Linked DNA regions of Sus scrofa: regions 1 and 3 are each linked to region 2. A link is a contact called in public Hi-C and HiChIP or PLAC-seq data. All regions are on one chromosome and are shown on one strand. Each heading gives the region's core, a stretch centred on a gene start, on an enhancer-like site or on the middle of the called end of the contact. The rest is flanking DNA. Distances are from core to core; before and after follow the strand shown.

Evidence for each region. Hi-C and Micro-C count contacts between places; a contact is called where the count stands out from the background. HiChIP or PLAC-seq counts read pairs in DNA pulled down with a chosen protein or histone mark.
Region 1: a Hi-C map of skeletal muscle shows a contact between it and region 2, with 5 times the contacts expected there. The contact joins two enhancer-like sites. A contact is called at or near these places in 4 of 47 Hi-C or Micro-C datasets (heart right ventricle, psoas muscle and skeletal muscle) and 1 of 2 datasets of contacts at active chromatin or transcription factors (skeletal muscle).
Region 3: an H3K27ac HiChIP or PLAC-seq map of alveolar macrophages shows a contact between it and region 2. The contact joins two enhancer-like sites. A contact is called at or near these places in 2 of 2 datasets of contacts at active chromatin or transcription factors (alveolar macrophages and skeletal muscle).

The regions. Positions count from the first base shown.
Region 1 is chr6:153,123,692-153,128,329 of Sscrofa11.1, forward strand. The region is part of intron 5 of FGGY (FGGY carbohydrate kinase domain-containing protein); the gene reads right to left. Among named protein-coding and RNA genes, the nearest start is that of FGGY, 87 kb to the right of the region's middle. Within about 2 kb of position 2,535, at least 40 of the 83 cell types and tissues checked have an H3K27ac peak or open chromatin away from gene starts, as enhancers often do. A contact at or near this core is called in skeletal muscle, where this site is marked.
Region 2 is chr6:153,561,176-153,565,604 of Sscrofa11.1, forward strand. No RefSeq gene overlaps it. Among named protein-coding and RNA genes, the nearest start is that of JUN, 120 kb to the right of the region's middle. Within about 2 kb of position 1,251, at least 76 of the 83 cell types and tissues checked have an H3K27ac peak or open chromatin away from gene starts, as enhancers often do. A contact at or near this core is called in alveolar macrophages and skeletal muscle, where this site is marked.
Region 3 is chr6:153,228,992-153,233,713 of Sscrofa11.1, forward strand. The region is part of intron 2 of LOC102165506 (a long non-coding RNA gene); the gene reads left to right. Among named protein-coding and RNA genes, the nearest start is that of FGGY, 18 kb to the left of the region's middle. Within about 2 kb of position 2,925, at least 18 of the 83 cell types and tissues checked have an H3K27ac peak or open chromatin away from gene starts, as enhancers often do. A contact at or near this core is called in alveolar macrophages, where this site is marked.

The DNA of each region.
Region 1 (4,638 bases), core at 1,285-3,784, 440 kb before region 2:
GACATGAAAGGGCCCCAGGATGTGTGAGACGGCTGACGGGGCTGGAATGTTGGTGTATGATGAACACTGGCAGGAAATAAAGACAGCTCACTTCTCAGTTCTGTGAAAATAGCACCAGTTTTCCAATTAACAAAGTCTATTTGAAGCCGTTTGAAGGATGGCCAAAGACGCTAAGGAGATGGATGCATAACGGGACCGTCTGTGGGCTTTTTAATGTAAGTCTAAAGTTGTCCTTGCACTATCCCCCTCAGAAGGTCAATGTTTTAATGGCAGGCACTGGTATTTGGCACCATCTATGTGGGTCTCAGGTACCAGTAACAAATAACAGCAAGAGCCGCGAGGGCAGCTGACATCTCCCGAGTCCTCAGCACGCTGGCCTATAAGCTCTATCCATGTGAACTCTTTCAATCCCCACAGCAAGCCCATAGAGTACAATGAGGGAAACAACGTGCAAAAGATGTAAGAGACTTGCTCCTGGTCACACGATTAAGTCCCAGGGCTGGCGTGCCACCCCAGAGCCCAAACTCAACGGCTACTTTGAGTTCCCTCCTCCGTGCAAGGTGCTCTCATGTCACTTCCTGGGACAAATCCCCATCTTAAAGGGCCTGAAGCTTTTACATGGGGAACTCAAAGAAAGGAATACAAAATTATGAATATAAAATCAGGTACCATAATGAAGGTTTACAATGAGGAAAAAAAAAAACTAAAATAAGTGGAACCTAGGGCATTTAGATTCCCTTTTCCTGAGATGAGAAATGCCTACACAGAAGTCCTTCCTGACTGCAACCCCTCCCCACCCAGAACATTCTACGACTCCCAACAGCTACCTGCACTCATGGGGCCCATGCAATCCGAGGTCCCCAAAGCTTCAATTTCAATGCATTTCCTTCAGGGGAAGCCCATCTCCACCACTGCCCAAAAGTCTCTTAAATTTTCCCAAACCATTTCGACAAAGCCCAGATCTCAGGGCCAGAGGGAGGGGGGCTTTTCACTGCAAACCAAACAAGTGGTGGAGACAAATGCAGTGTGAGAGGAACCAGGATTTCCATCCTTCCTCCCTTGCTGGAAGATTGAGCCACACCAAATGACATCGCTTAGGAGCCATGCAGACCTAGTTTCAGATCCAGCCTCTGCTCCTTCATGGCTGTGTGATGATGAACGTGTCCCCTGTCTTGGTTTCCTCATCTGTTAAAATGATACAAGGATCAAATCGGATAACGGGCATGCTGCCCAGGAATGCCAGCTCCCTTTCCTCTGGGTACACCTTTCTGTGCTTTCTCCCCCTTTTTGCCCAACTCTTGGGATGGGTAGGTCGGTCCTTTGTCTATGCTTTCAGCGTATTCTGTAGAGATCTCCGCTGGAGCACATCATTCTCTTATTCATTCAGCAAGTACCCCCTGGAAGCAAAGATGAACGTGGACATGCAACTGTCCTCAAGAGGCCTGCATCTGGTGAATAAGCAGGGAACCCTTCTCTACCATGACAGAGATGCTCCTTGATGGGCTGGAGCCATGCCTCCTCCTCGGACACGGGGCAGGTCAGACCCAAATGAAAATAATCGAGTCGGCCTCCCACCTCCCCATCTCCCGGCCAGCACTTCACCTCACCCCTCTCTCGGCTCTGCTCTCATCAGGCCCAGCCATGCTGGTCCACACATCCTCTGCATGCCTGGATCAATGAAGTTTGGTTTTACAGGGCACTGGGCCCATTGTTGGCTCTCACCTCAAGAACAAAGAAGAATACTGGCCCTTCCAAGGCAAAACAAAGGCCGACTTCTCCTCCATGGTTCCCTTTTCCTTTATGGGCAACAGTATGCAGACCCCTGGCCCTCCACTGAACTACATTTAAAACAGCTTTTGTGAAGGGTGGACACAGCGGCCATTTTTGTGTATGTGCCTGCCCGCAGCAATGAACTGATTGTAACATGAACAACGTGCACTTCTTCCCACTTCTGACAGAATAGATGACATTGTGCTGAGGGCCAGGGAGGGGGTGGGGGCCTAACGAAAAAAAAAAAAAAAAGCCCTAAGGTTTATTACAAGGAATTCTGATAAAAAGCACTTCGAAGCCTCTTTCCCATCATCAAAAAACCACACTGGGCAAGATCAGAGCTTAACAGCCGACAAAAAAACACATTCAATCCCTGAGATCATTTTCCTGAAATAGAAAACTACATATGTTTCTCAAATTTCATATCAAGCCACTGCAGAGGCCAGACTGCAGGGCTGAACTGGGCCAAAGTCGGGGGGGGGGAGGGGGGGGATGGGATGGGAAAGGGAGTAAACAGAAGAAAACGAGCCCATTCTTCCACATCACCACGTTTCTCTAGCACAATCTAAACTTACAAACACCCCCAGTTTCACAGAACTTGTAGTTAGGGTTGCTTATCGGGCAGTCTTTACTTTGTCAAATTAAGACACATTGCCTTGGATTAGCAAGACTCCTTAAATTCAAAATGACTTCATGGTTGGCTCGGAGTTCAGTGTCTCTAGGGCCAGCCGCCAGGAACATATCCACTGCGGAGCCCCGCTCCTCTCCATATGACCTGCCTGACTTTTCCATGGAGACAGCAGAGCAAAATCCCAGGCAGACAGGCTGTCAGTGTTAATTAAAAGTCCAAACACCTCTTTAGAAACTATCTGCAGCTCAATATTTATACAGAGTATAAGACTCCTAACAGGCAGGGCCGGAGAGGGGAGCAGGAGGTTGAGGGCGGAAATAGGTTTGACTGGCATTTGGAACCCATTAATTTTTAAAAGACAGGCTGCCACTCTAGGTAGGACTGAGAGAGGTTCAAAAACGTAACGAAACCAGAAAGATGAATGAGCTGAAGATTGTTTAGAAAGCCCGGGGAGAGTGCTCAGCTTTTGAAAAGAATAATATCTGGGCAATAATGAGAGCTGACACTTTTTAGTGGTGAATGCAGTTTTTGGCACATTTTAACAATGCAGGTTGACAATGTTTCATATTTAACAAAAGGAAAAGCAATCTTCTAAATGACTTGGGAACAAAGGGCTCCCTGACTGCAATTTCTTAATAACATTTAAGAATTCTCTTCAAAGGCCCTTGACTATAATTTAGAGCAAGGAAGAAAAATGAAGAAAACAAGAAAAAAAGAAGGTGTATTTAAAAAATAATAAACTAACTAGAAGAGGTGAAAAAAGAAGACAAGGATACAGCATTCTGACACTAAATTATATCCCAAAGGGTTGAATTTAATGTCAGGCTTTTATAATACTTCTTCCAATAACCTGAGCTTTAAGAAAGAAGTCAAAGGGAGACTTTGGTCGACACCATTACTTTTGGACTCAGAGGTTCAGTCCAGGGAGGGGCTAAATGGATCACCTAATCCAGCCACCACACTCTGCAGACAAACTGAGCACCAAGGGCCCAGGGTTACCTGGCTGGACCAGATATTTCTTCCAAGTTTCAAACCATGCCACCAGGTGTATTTTATGCTATGTGTCCTAAGGCCTCACCATCAAGGCCACAGAGTTCTTACAGTATCCAAGACTGAATATTGACACCGTTAATCAGACTGAAACTCAGAGGCTACCTAGAATCACACAAGTACAGCATATCCAAAAGTTCACAAGAGTTCACCTACAGTGGCAGCCATCCAGGATAGCAAACTGATTTAAGAGGCCACCAAGACCAAAATGTCCTGTCCCTCCCAAGGAAGGCCTTCCGGGGTCAGAGAAAAGAACTCTAAACAATATATGACTTGGATATGGTCCCCTTAAAACCTAACCCCTACTTCACTTAGCAGTTTCACCCTCACAGCAAGAACCTTCCGGGATTCTGTAATAGCACCTGGAAAACGTGATCTCTATTCTTGAGCATTTTTACAGTTTCAAAACATTTTCAGCAGGAGTTCCCTGATAGTTCTGAGGTTTAAGGATCTGGTGTTGTCACTGCTTTGGCTCTGTTTACTGCTGTGACACAGGTTCAATCCCTGGCCTGGGAACATGCCATGGGTGCAGTCAAAAATGTTATTTCAGCAAAGAATATACTGTCATACTATTTGTAAATGAGGACTCCCAGCCTGAGATTGCTCCACTTTTACCATATTAAAGAGCAAACAAGACTAGATTCTAAAAGAAATTCAAGGTCTCAGAGAAAACTGGTAAGCAAAGGAAATGCTATACAGCTACTCAGTTGAAAAATTACAGTCCTACTGGCTGTATGACTTTCAAGGGTATGGAACTCACATCTAGATCTATACCAAAGAGCTGAAAAAGACAGATGAATGGATAAAGAAGATGTGGCGTGTGTGTCTATGTGTATATATGTGTGTGTGTGTGCACATATATTTTATAAAATATGTATGCCACAAATGTGGCCCTAAAAAGACAAATATTTATATATATACATATGCACATGATGGATTATTACACAGCCTAAAATATAATGAAATAATGCCATTTGTAGCAACATAAATGGGCCTAGAAATTATTATACTAAGTGAATAAGCCAGACAAAGAAAGACATTTATCACATGATACTACTTACATGTGGAATCTAAAATATTCTACAAATGGACTTATTTACAAAACAGAAAGAGACCCACAGACAGAAAACAAACTTACGGTTACCAAAGGGGAAAAGGAAGGGGAAGGGATAAATTAGGAGTTTGGG
Region 2 (4,429 bases), core at 1-2,500:
CATGCCCAGAGTATGGGAAACTTTCTGGGCTAGGGGTCAAACCCTTGCCACAGCAGTGACTTGAACCAGTGATAAGGCCAGATCCTTAACCACTAGGCCACCAGGGAACTCCCATGAGGCTGTTTTTAGTGTTAATTTCCATTTTACAGATAAGGGGCATGAGGCAGAGAGAACTTAAGTTTCTTACTCAAGCCCACAGCCAACAAGTAGTAAAGCCACGATTTGAGCCAGGGTTTGAGCCCAGGCAGTTGGGCTCCTAAGTCTGTACTTAACAACAACAGCGTACAGACCTTCCCAACATGCAAAAAAGTGTACAGTGTCTGCCTCTGAGAAGCACACTCCCTGGAGAAGAGAGACAGCCCACAAGGGTGTGTAGTCACATGCTACCCGCACCAGGAGAACAAAAGAGGGAGCGTTTGTTCTACTAGGGGAGGAGAGAGAGAATTAAGAAAGCAGCCTGAAGGAGGTGACTTTTATCATTTCCAGAGTTTTCCTTTGTTGAGGTGGGGAAGTTTGAGGTAGCTAAGGCTTAGGGAATATCATCACAGAGCTCCGGAGGCCAGGATACCAGGTATGAACAGTGTGTGACATGGCCTAGTTACTTAACTTCCAGGGGCCTCAGCTTCCTCACCTGTATAATGGGGATAATAACACCTGCCTTGTGAAGCTGTTTGAATACTAAATGAGATCATGTGCTCGCGACCCAGTGTTATTCCAATCTTTATTTACCTCTCATAAAACTATTTCCCTCAGTAAAAAATTTTAATTGAGCCCATTTTTTTTACACCCATGCTCCCAGTTGCATTAGTAATAATAATCCTAAGTGTCATTATTAGTCATTTGTAGTAACAATATAATTAATAATAATGTTAATTGGCATTGATTGAGGGCACTAAATACTTAATATGTATAATCTGTATCTATCTAATCGACTCCACAGAACCTATCTTAGAGATAGGTAGCATTATCCCCATTTTAGAGATGAGAATAATAAGGCTCAGAGAGATGAAGAAATTTACACGAAGGTCTCCTGGATAGGAAGTGGCAGAACTAGTATTCAGACCCGAGTCTGTCTGGCCCGAAAAATGTCCGACAGAGAATGCCCTGGGTTTGGAGTTCACGCCGGCCTTGGCCATGTCCCTCAGCCTCTTTCTCAGAAAGAAAACAAACATTCTAAGCGTTCTGCGTACACGTTGGAACAGGAACGCCCTGGAGAGGCAGGCTGAAGCAGGAAGATCTGTCCTTATTTGGAGGGTGGGGTTGGGGCCGTCCCTCAGCCTTGTCACCCAGCCTGGAGGTCCCGGCCAGAGCCGGACTGGAACTGGCACCGAGGTCGTCTTGGCGGGTCAGCGTGTGCCTTCTCCGGCTTCGGGTGGCTCTGGGCAGCCAGGGGCGACCGGCCCCCCGCAGGGACTGTCTGCCTGCCAGGGAGGCCGCTTGCTGGTGACCCAGCCCGTCCCCACGTGGGTGGCTCCCAGGCAGCAGCGAGTTAATCTGCTATCTGTTGGGAAGGCTTCCAGAACCCTCCTCCCAGCCCGTGTTTGCTCAGGGCTGGGCTCTTCAGAAACTGAAACCAGCGGGGCGCCAGGCCCCGCCAGCTCTCATGGGATCCTGCCTGGGTTTACCTTCTATGGGGAGGCCCGCGAGGGCTGGGCGGAGCGCGGTGTGCAGCCAGGCAGGGCCGGCGACGTGGCGACCGGGATCCCTCCCCTCCTCCCAGGAGTCACCCCGCCCCCACCCCGGGACCTGCTCCAGGCCCGGGGGGAAGCACGTGGGCTAACCAGCCACCAGGGGTGGCTGGAATCCTGGCCCAGCCCTGCACCCTCTGAGACATTGAATGCACCACTAAACCTCAGGAGTTTGGCTTTCTTTCACTATAAAATGGGGGTAAATAATACCTAGCCGCCAGAATCAGTAGCATCTGTACCTTAGTACCTCTGATCCAAAAGAAGGAGTTCCCCTCATGGCTCAGTGGATACGAATCTGACTAGCATCCATGAGAACACAGGTTTGATCCCTGGCCTTAGTGGGTTAAGGATTCTGGGTTGCAGTGAGCTGGGGTGTAGGTAGCAGCGCAGCTCGGATCTGGCGTTGCTGTGACAGTGGCATAGGCTGGCAGCTGTAGCTCAGATTCAACCCCTAGCTTGGGAACCTCCATATGCCATGGGTGCAGCCCTAGAAAGACAAAAAAAAAAACAAAAACAAACAAAAAAACCTCTACATATGGTCACTGTACTGGTGTGCTTATTATCAGTATGGCTGTTGGGTTGGGCAGCCTGCCTTGTGAGGTGGTAAGCTCCCATTACTCAAAGTGTCAAGCACAAGCTGAGTGAGATGGGGACAAAAAAGGAAAAATTAGGACAGAAAGGGACCCGTACTTGCCAGAGCCAGGTACTACTGACTTGGTCATCTCAGAATCACCTGGGAAGCTCACTCCATCTCAGATCCACTGAATCAAAACCCCTGGTGGCAAGTGTTTTAAAAGTACAGCTTTGCTTTCTTTTTAAAACCACTGATCTAGACCAATAATCCCAACATTGTTCCTCTTCAAAAGACCCTTATGTTCTTCCCTCCTACCCCATTGATTGCACAGTGGGAAAGATTTTATTGACCAAACTAGATTGGTTAACTCGCAATTAATTTATTTGCTTTCTACATAAATTATTAACCAAAGACCCAGAGTTCATCCAACAAATAGTCGTTCATTCAACAAATTTATTTGCTAAGCAACTGCTTGTGCCAGGCACTGTGCTGCGTACTGGGGGACAGTATGGGAGCTCTGTCCTCAGGGGCTCTCCAGTCTGGTGTGGGATGTAGACAGGGAATGAGAATTCAGATACTTGGCCCTGAAGCCAAGAGAATGTCACTGAACATGACACCCAGAAGCCTCACAGCGACCAGATAGAGTTCCAGTCAAAGGCAAAGAAAGTTGATGCACCATTTCTCTTTATGGCCTCGTTATACAGAAAGTTGGATGGCCCTCTCTGACACACACACACACACCTGCACTCATAAAAACACCTACATACACATATAATGTACAATGGCATTATTACTTTTACGGATTCCATAAAGTCCAGGACCCTTAGATCACGAACATCTAAGGCCTTATGAAGAAAAGAAGACCTTTTGGACCTAATTCCTACTTATGTGGCCAGTCTCCTTACCTGCCATGCACCCCTGAACACTCAGAGCAGAGTGGCTGAGAGTATGGGCTCAGAAGCAAGACTGCCTGGGGTTGAATTCCAACTAGATTCCTTACTAGCCATCTGGAGTTATCATGGGCCAGTTACTGTGTGATCCTAGGCACACAGGCAAGATCTCTATGTGCCCGGGTTTCCTCTTTGGTAAAGTGGTCCAAACAGAAGTACCTGCCTCACAGAGTGGTGGGAATTATAAACAGGGCCCTGAAAGCAGGTGCTGGGCACTCACTATCTGAGCTGTTACCATACTATATCACGGGTTGCCTTTGATGCTCTCTCTGCCTAAACAACCCCACCCTTTCTCTACCTGGAGAGCATATAGTTATTGATGTGATGTCTCCTCTCTAGAGCTTTCCTTGCTTTACTTCACTAAGCAATTGGATACTTTTTCCTCTAAGTCCCCAGAGCTCTTTTTATAGACTTCTTAGGTGCCTCTCATCCTGCAATCATGTTTCTAATTGTGGTTTAGGTGTTTCCCTTCCTTGCTGGATGATGAGTTCTTGAAGAGCAGGGGCCATATTTTATACATCTTTTCATCTCTAGGGACATGACAGTCTCTGGGACAAAATAAGCTCTTGCCATTACCTGTTGAATTAATGAATGGGCAGATGATGGATGGATGCATGGATGGATGGATAGATGGGCAAAGCGACTTGCCCAGGAGCACAGATTTCAAATGGATCTGCATATAGTTTATGTGGGGAAATTACTTTTCTGAGCTTTTAGTTTCCACCTGGAAAAGAGTTCTGATAATAATAGTCAATAATAAGGTCTTGGGTTTGGGAGGGCTAAACCAGGTAGGTATAGGTCAGCATTCAAGAGTATGAGCTCTGGAATCAAATTGTTTTGGTTGAAGTCCCAGCTCTACCACTCAGGAGCTGTGTGATTTCTGACAAGTTCCTAACCTTGCTGTGCCTGGAGAAGATAGATCTTAAACCAGCCAAAGAACACATTAATGGGCTGTTCAGAGAATTGAAAGAGCAATGTTTTATAAAAATGCTTGGTACAGGGGAGTTCCTGCAGTGCCAGGACACAAGTTCGATCCCTGGTCCATTACAGTAGGTTAAAGGATCTGGCATTACCATAGCTGCAGTGTAGGTTGCAACTGTGGTTCAGATCTGATCCCTGACCTGGGAACTCCATATGCCACGGGGCTGCTAAACAAAAAAAAAAAAAAAAAAAAAAAAAAAAGCAAGGAGTTCCTGTCATGTTTCAGCGGGTGATAA
Region 3 (4,722 bases), core at 1,675-4,174, 330 kb before region 2:
TAATAAGGAATTTTAAAGCCGGGGATCCAAATACTCTATTTTTAAATAGAATTTGAAGTGTCACTACAATTTTATTAGAATTTTAAATATATACATACATTGCATATTTTTTTTTCCTGGTGAAATGCTTCATAGATGTTTGAGATTGTTAGAGGTCTCTGACTTCATCTGAGGAAAAAAATAAGAGATCCTAGATCAACTTACTCATTTTAAGCGTTCTTCTTGATTCAGATTTTCAGTGAATGCTGACCCTCCTGCTAAACATGATTCTAAAAAAATTTTACTGAATGCTTCCTCATTTAACCTAGGTAAAATTGACCGCCCCTCACTTTTTTCTTTCTTGAAGCAAACAAACTCAGAGTTTAAATAATAGTAGTCGCTACCATGTATTGGACAATTCTGATATGCTAATTGCTTTCACATCTCATTTAATCTTATGAAAATCCTATGAAGTAAATGTTATTTTCTGCCCATGTCATCTGGGACAAACTAAATGATCACAAAAGTTGAGTAACTTGTCCAAGGATATTTGGCTAAATGTATGAAACATGAGCTTGAGCCCAGGTGTAGTTCCAAATCCTGTTCCTTAGACACTATTGTCCTATTTTTTCTTGATAGGCTGAAGTAGCTGATAGCCTGTAGACACAGATCCCAGAGTAGTAGAACCTGTCACTTGCCAGGGACAGCAATAACATTTACTATCTGACTTCATTTGTAATTTGAGTTCAGTTACACCAACTTCCCGTCCATCCATGCACACTTTCAGAAGACGGAACATATTTCACCAAATAGGAGTAACATGAAAATAGCTTACAACTTTTCCCTCTGGAAATGGTTTCCAGGCCACCCAAAGCTGTGTCCACAAGTGTTTGTTTGTTTCCTGTGAAACTCTCTCACAAGAGAGTAATCTTCCTTATTAGAAATCTCCCTTATTAGAACTCACGGGAGCGCTGTTACCAGGATGGGGGTGGATCTTGGTGCAAATCAAGAGAGACGGCAACTCCGGATGGATGGAGTCCACAGAGGAGATACCCCCTTTCCAATATTCCTGATCCTTCAAGGTTCCTGATAAACTCCTTCTCCAAGAGACCTCCCTGGCTGGACACTTGATCTCCATAGCAGTCTCAGTCAACACCACACCACAACTGAAGAATTACCTGTGAGTCGAGGAGCCATGAAATATTTGATACAACCATCTCTGACTAGGTCACTCTTAGACTTTTTTTTTTTTTTTTTTTTTTTTTTTTTTGTCTTTTCCAGGGCTGCACCTGCGGCATATGGAGGTTCCCAGGCTAGGGGTCTAATCGGAGCTGCAGCCACCGGCCTACGCCACAGACACAGCAACACCAGATCCAAGCTGAGTCTGCGACCTACACCACAGCAAACAGCCATGCCAGATCCTTAACCCACTGAGCAAGGCCAGGGATGGAGCCCGCAACCTCATGGTTCCTAGTCGGATTCGTTAACCACTGAGCGGCGAAGGGAACTCCCCACTCTTACACATTTTTCTTTTCTTGTATGCAATGTGCCAGACACATCTGGGGTGAACTAGGTTGAGTTCCTCCTCACAAGTGGCAGGGCAACCACCTGTGAAGATATAATTAAAATAGCTGTGCATTAAGGGCTAATGTACTGGAATTTTTCAAGTAATGTAGGCTCGTAGAAGAGGTAGCAACAGCCTTCTTGGGGGTGCTCAGGCAGGCTTTGTAGGGGAAGTGGCATTTAAGAATGGTTCTGAAAGAAGAGCAAGAATTTTTTGAGAGAAAAAAAAATAGTCGTGAAGGCATTCAAGAAGGTTATGGCATGGGGGTGTAAATGGTGGCTGTGTGTTGGGGCAATGGTGAGACTCTCGGTTTGATTGGAAGGAAGGTATGCTGAGGGGTGAATTTGAGTTTGTTCTGAGACCTACAGGAGGCCTTATATGTCGGCTTTGAAGTCTTGGCTTTATCTTGTCCACAGGTAGCATTTTCCTTTCAATTATAGGAATATCTTGTTATATTTCCCCCTGATTATATTACAAATGTGAGTGTGAAATAGAATTTAGAAAAGACATCATAGAAAAGAGAAGCAGGCAACTGTATAGTAAAATGGTTACCGAAGATGGAAACAATTAAGCATAGCAATACCAATAATGGTTAGTTTTAATTAAAGACGTCTGGGACAAAGGACTGTACATACAGTGTGATTGAAAACAAATATATCAGAGAAGAAATGTTTTGCTCTTATTAAAAAAAAATTCCAGAGGAAGAAGATGGTTAGAAAGGAGACGAGGAGACAGGAAGGTGTGTTGAGTGCCCATTGAGTGTTACTGTTGCACCAAACTGCATCAGTTGTAATCCTTGGTTCATGATACACTCTCCTCATGTTAGCTATGAGTAAACACCCATCATCATTATTAATAGTCACATAAAATACTGTTGAACCTGCCACCAAGCATTAGCACTGGAACCTTGGCATTAACCCAAGCAAGTTAACTGCTTTTCAAACTCTTAACTGTTGCAATGGTTATTCCTTTCTTTTAATAGACAGTATGCACACACATATGCACACACATGTTTGCGTTTATTGTATTACAGAGATTCAGTCCGCCTGGTCAGATCACTATAGTTTATTCCTTTCACTGCTGAGTAAAAGGAATTACTATTCTGTTGTTGACACCATCACCATGCCTTTAGCTGCTCTGTTGACAATGATTTGGGGTTTTCCTTGACCACCTACTCTAAAGAACTCTCTGATTTTTTTTTTTTCCATCTCCAGTTTCAAATCTCCCACCAACTCTTTGAGATGGGTATTATTATCTTCATTCTATGAGTGAGGACACTGAAACTCAGAGAGGATAGGAAGCTTTCCTGCTGTCACATGGCCACACAGTGGCAGAGTCAGGATTTAATCCAATCCCCTGTGATTCAAAAGCCTGCAGTAGCACTTCCTCTCTCTTCTGAGGACTGGTTCTTCTCTAGATCTCCTTAAAGGCTCAGGAGACTTCCCCACCCCCTCCCCAGATAACTTTTGGTTTTTCTGAGTCCCTCTGAGTCACTGCTGGGGTGAAGAGGGGATTTCCTGTCAATATATGTCAAAACATCCTGTTCACTCAGGCAATTCCATGGGTAATAGTCAGCAGCACTATAAACTTCTAGTCCAGCCACCTGGGTGGGGCTGCATTGGCCCAACAACTCACTAGAATGGATTTCTTCCTCTCCCTCATTTGTGTCCTCAGATGGGTGGTGATGGTAGTGGTAGTAGTAGTAGTAGCAACAGCAGCATCAGTATTTTTGTTTGTTTGTTTTATGGCCACACCAGTGGCATATGGAAGTTCCCAGGCCAGGGATTGCATCCCAGCCACAGCTGAGACCTACGCTGTAGCTGTAGCTACACTGGATCCTTTAACCCACTGAGCCTGGCCAGGGATGGAGCCTGTACCTCCACAGCGACATGAGCTGCTGTAGAGGGATTCTTACTGCGCCACAGTGTGAACCCACTAGTAATCCTTCTCTTGGTTTTTTTTTTTTTTTTTTTTTTTTTTTTTTTTTTGTCTTTTTGCCATTCCTTGGGCCGCTCCCGTGGCATATGGAGGTTCCCAGGCTAGGGGTCAAATCGGAGCTGTAGCTGCCAGCCTATGCCAGAGCCAAAGCAACGCAAGATCCGAGCCGCGTCTGCGACCTATACCACAGCTCACGGCAACGCCGGATTGTTAACCCGCTGAGCAAAGGGCAGGGATCGAACCCGCAACCTCATGGTTCCCAGTCGGATTCGTTAACCACTGCACCACGACGGGAACTCCTAATCCTTCTCATGGAAGCAGAACTCTACATTTCCAAAGCTCTCCCTGAGTAGGAAAGTTAAGTACTATTAGCCCCATTTCGCAGATCAGGAAAACAAGTATTATGATTCAACTAGGCAATGGTGGCTTGAAAAAAGATTCCTAGTCCAGGCCCTGTCTGCTTTTTCCATACAAATAACTTCTTCCTTAAATATATCACATGCTCATAAAAACTTTGAGGGTCTGAAAACCCAATCTTCAGGCCATTCCCCCAACATCATCCTCATTATTGAGTGCCATTATTTCCCAAGGAAAAATACTCAGTCAGTTTCTAACCCATATAGTATCTGCAAACCATCAATTTTGCTAAATGATGGCCTCAATACAAGAAGGAGGCTGGTGATTACATTATGTGGTTTGAAGGTGCTAGAATAGCACCTCCCTTAATGTCTCTCTCCGACTGTCTGTCACTGAAACAGAAGCTTCACTCATCCTCCATTTGTGCTTATATATTTTTTTTTCAGCCTCCAAAAAGCTTTTAGAAAAAGGTGAGATCTAGTGTAGGTCCTAGTAAGGAAAATTATCAAAAACTTAAATAACGTGTTAGCTGTGTGTTCTTTCAGTGTTATGTTGGAGCACTATCTAATGGGCCTACTATAGGATTATTAATTTCTGATGTTTGGCATATTATTTACTGTTGTTTGAGGCTCAGAAATTGTGAAGAAATATAATAACTCATAAATTTTTTCCCCACACGGATGCAAGTGATTTTTGTTTGGAAGAAAAAGAACCCCAAAGATTATGGTTTTATTGCTCAGTAGGACATTAACCAGTTTTGTGTTTAACTGAGTAGTCTTATTTCAATGTTTTTTTCTTTGGTGCATATAAATATTTGGTGTTATATGTGCTTTTTAAAATGATTTTTTTATAATCTTGCTGGTTCCCTCATTAATGAGTTAGGT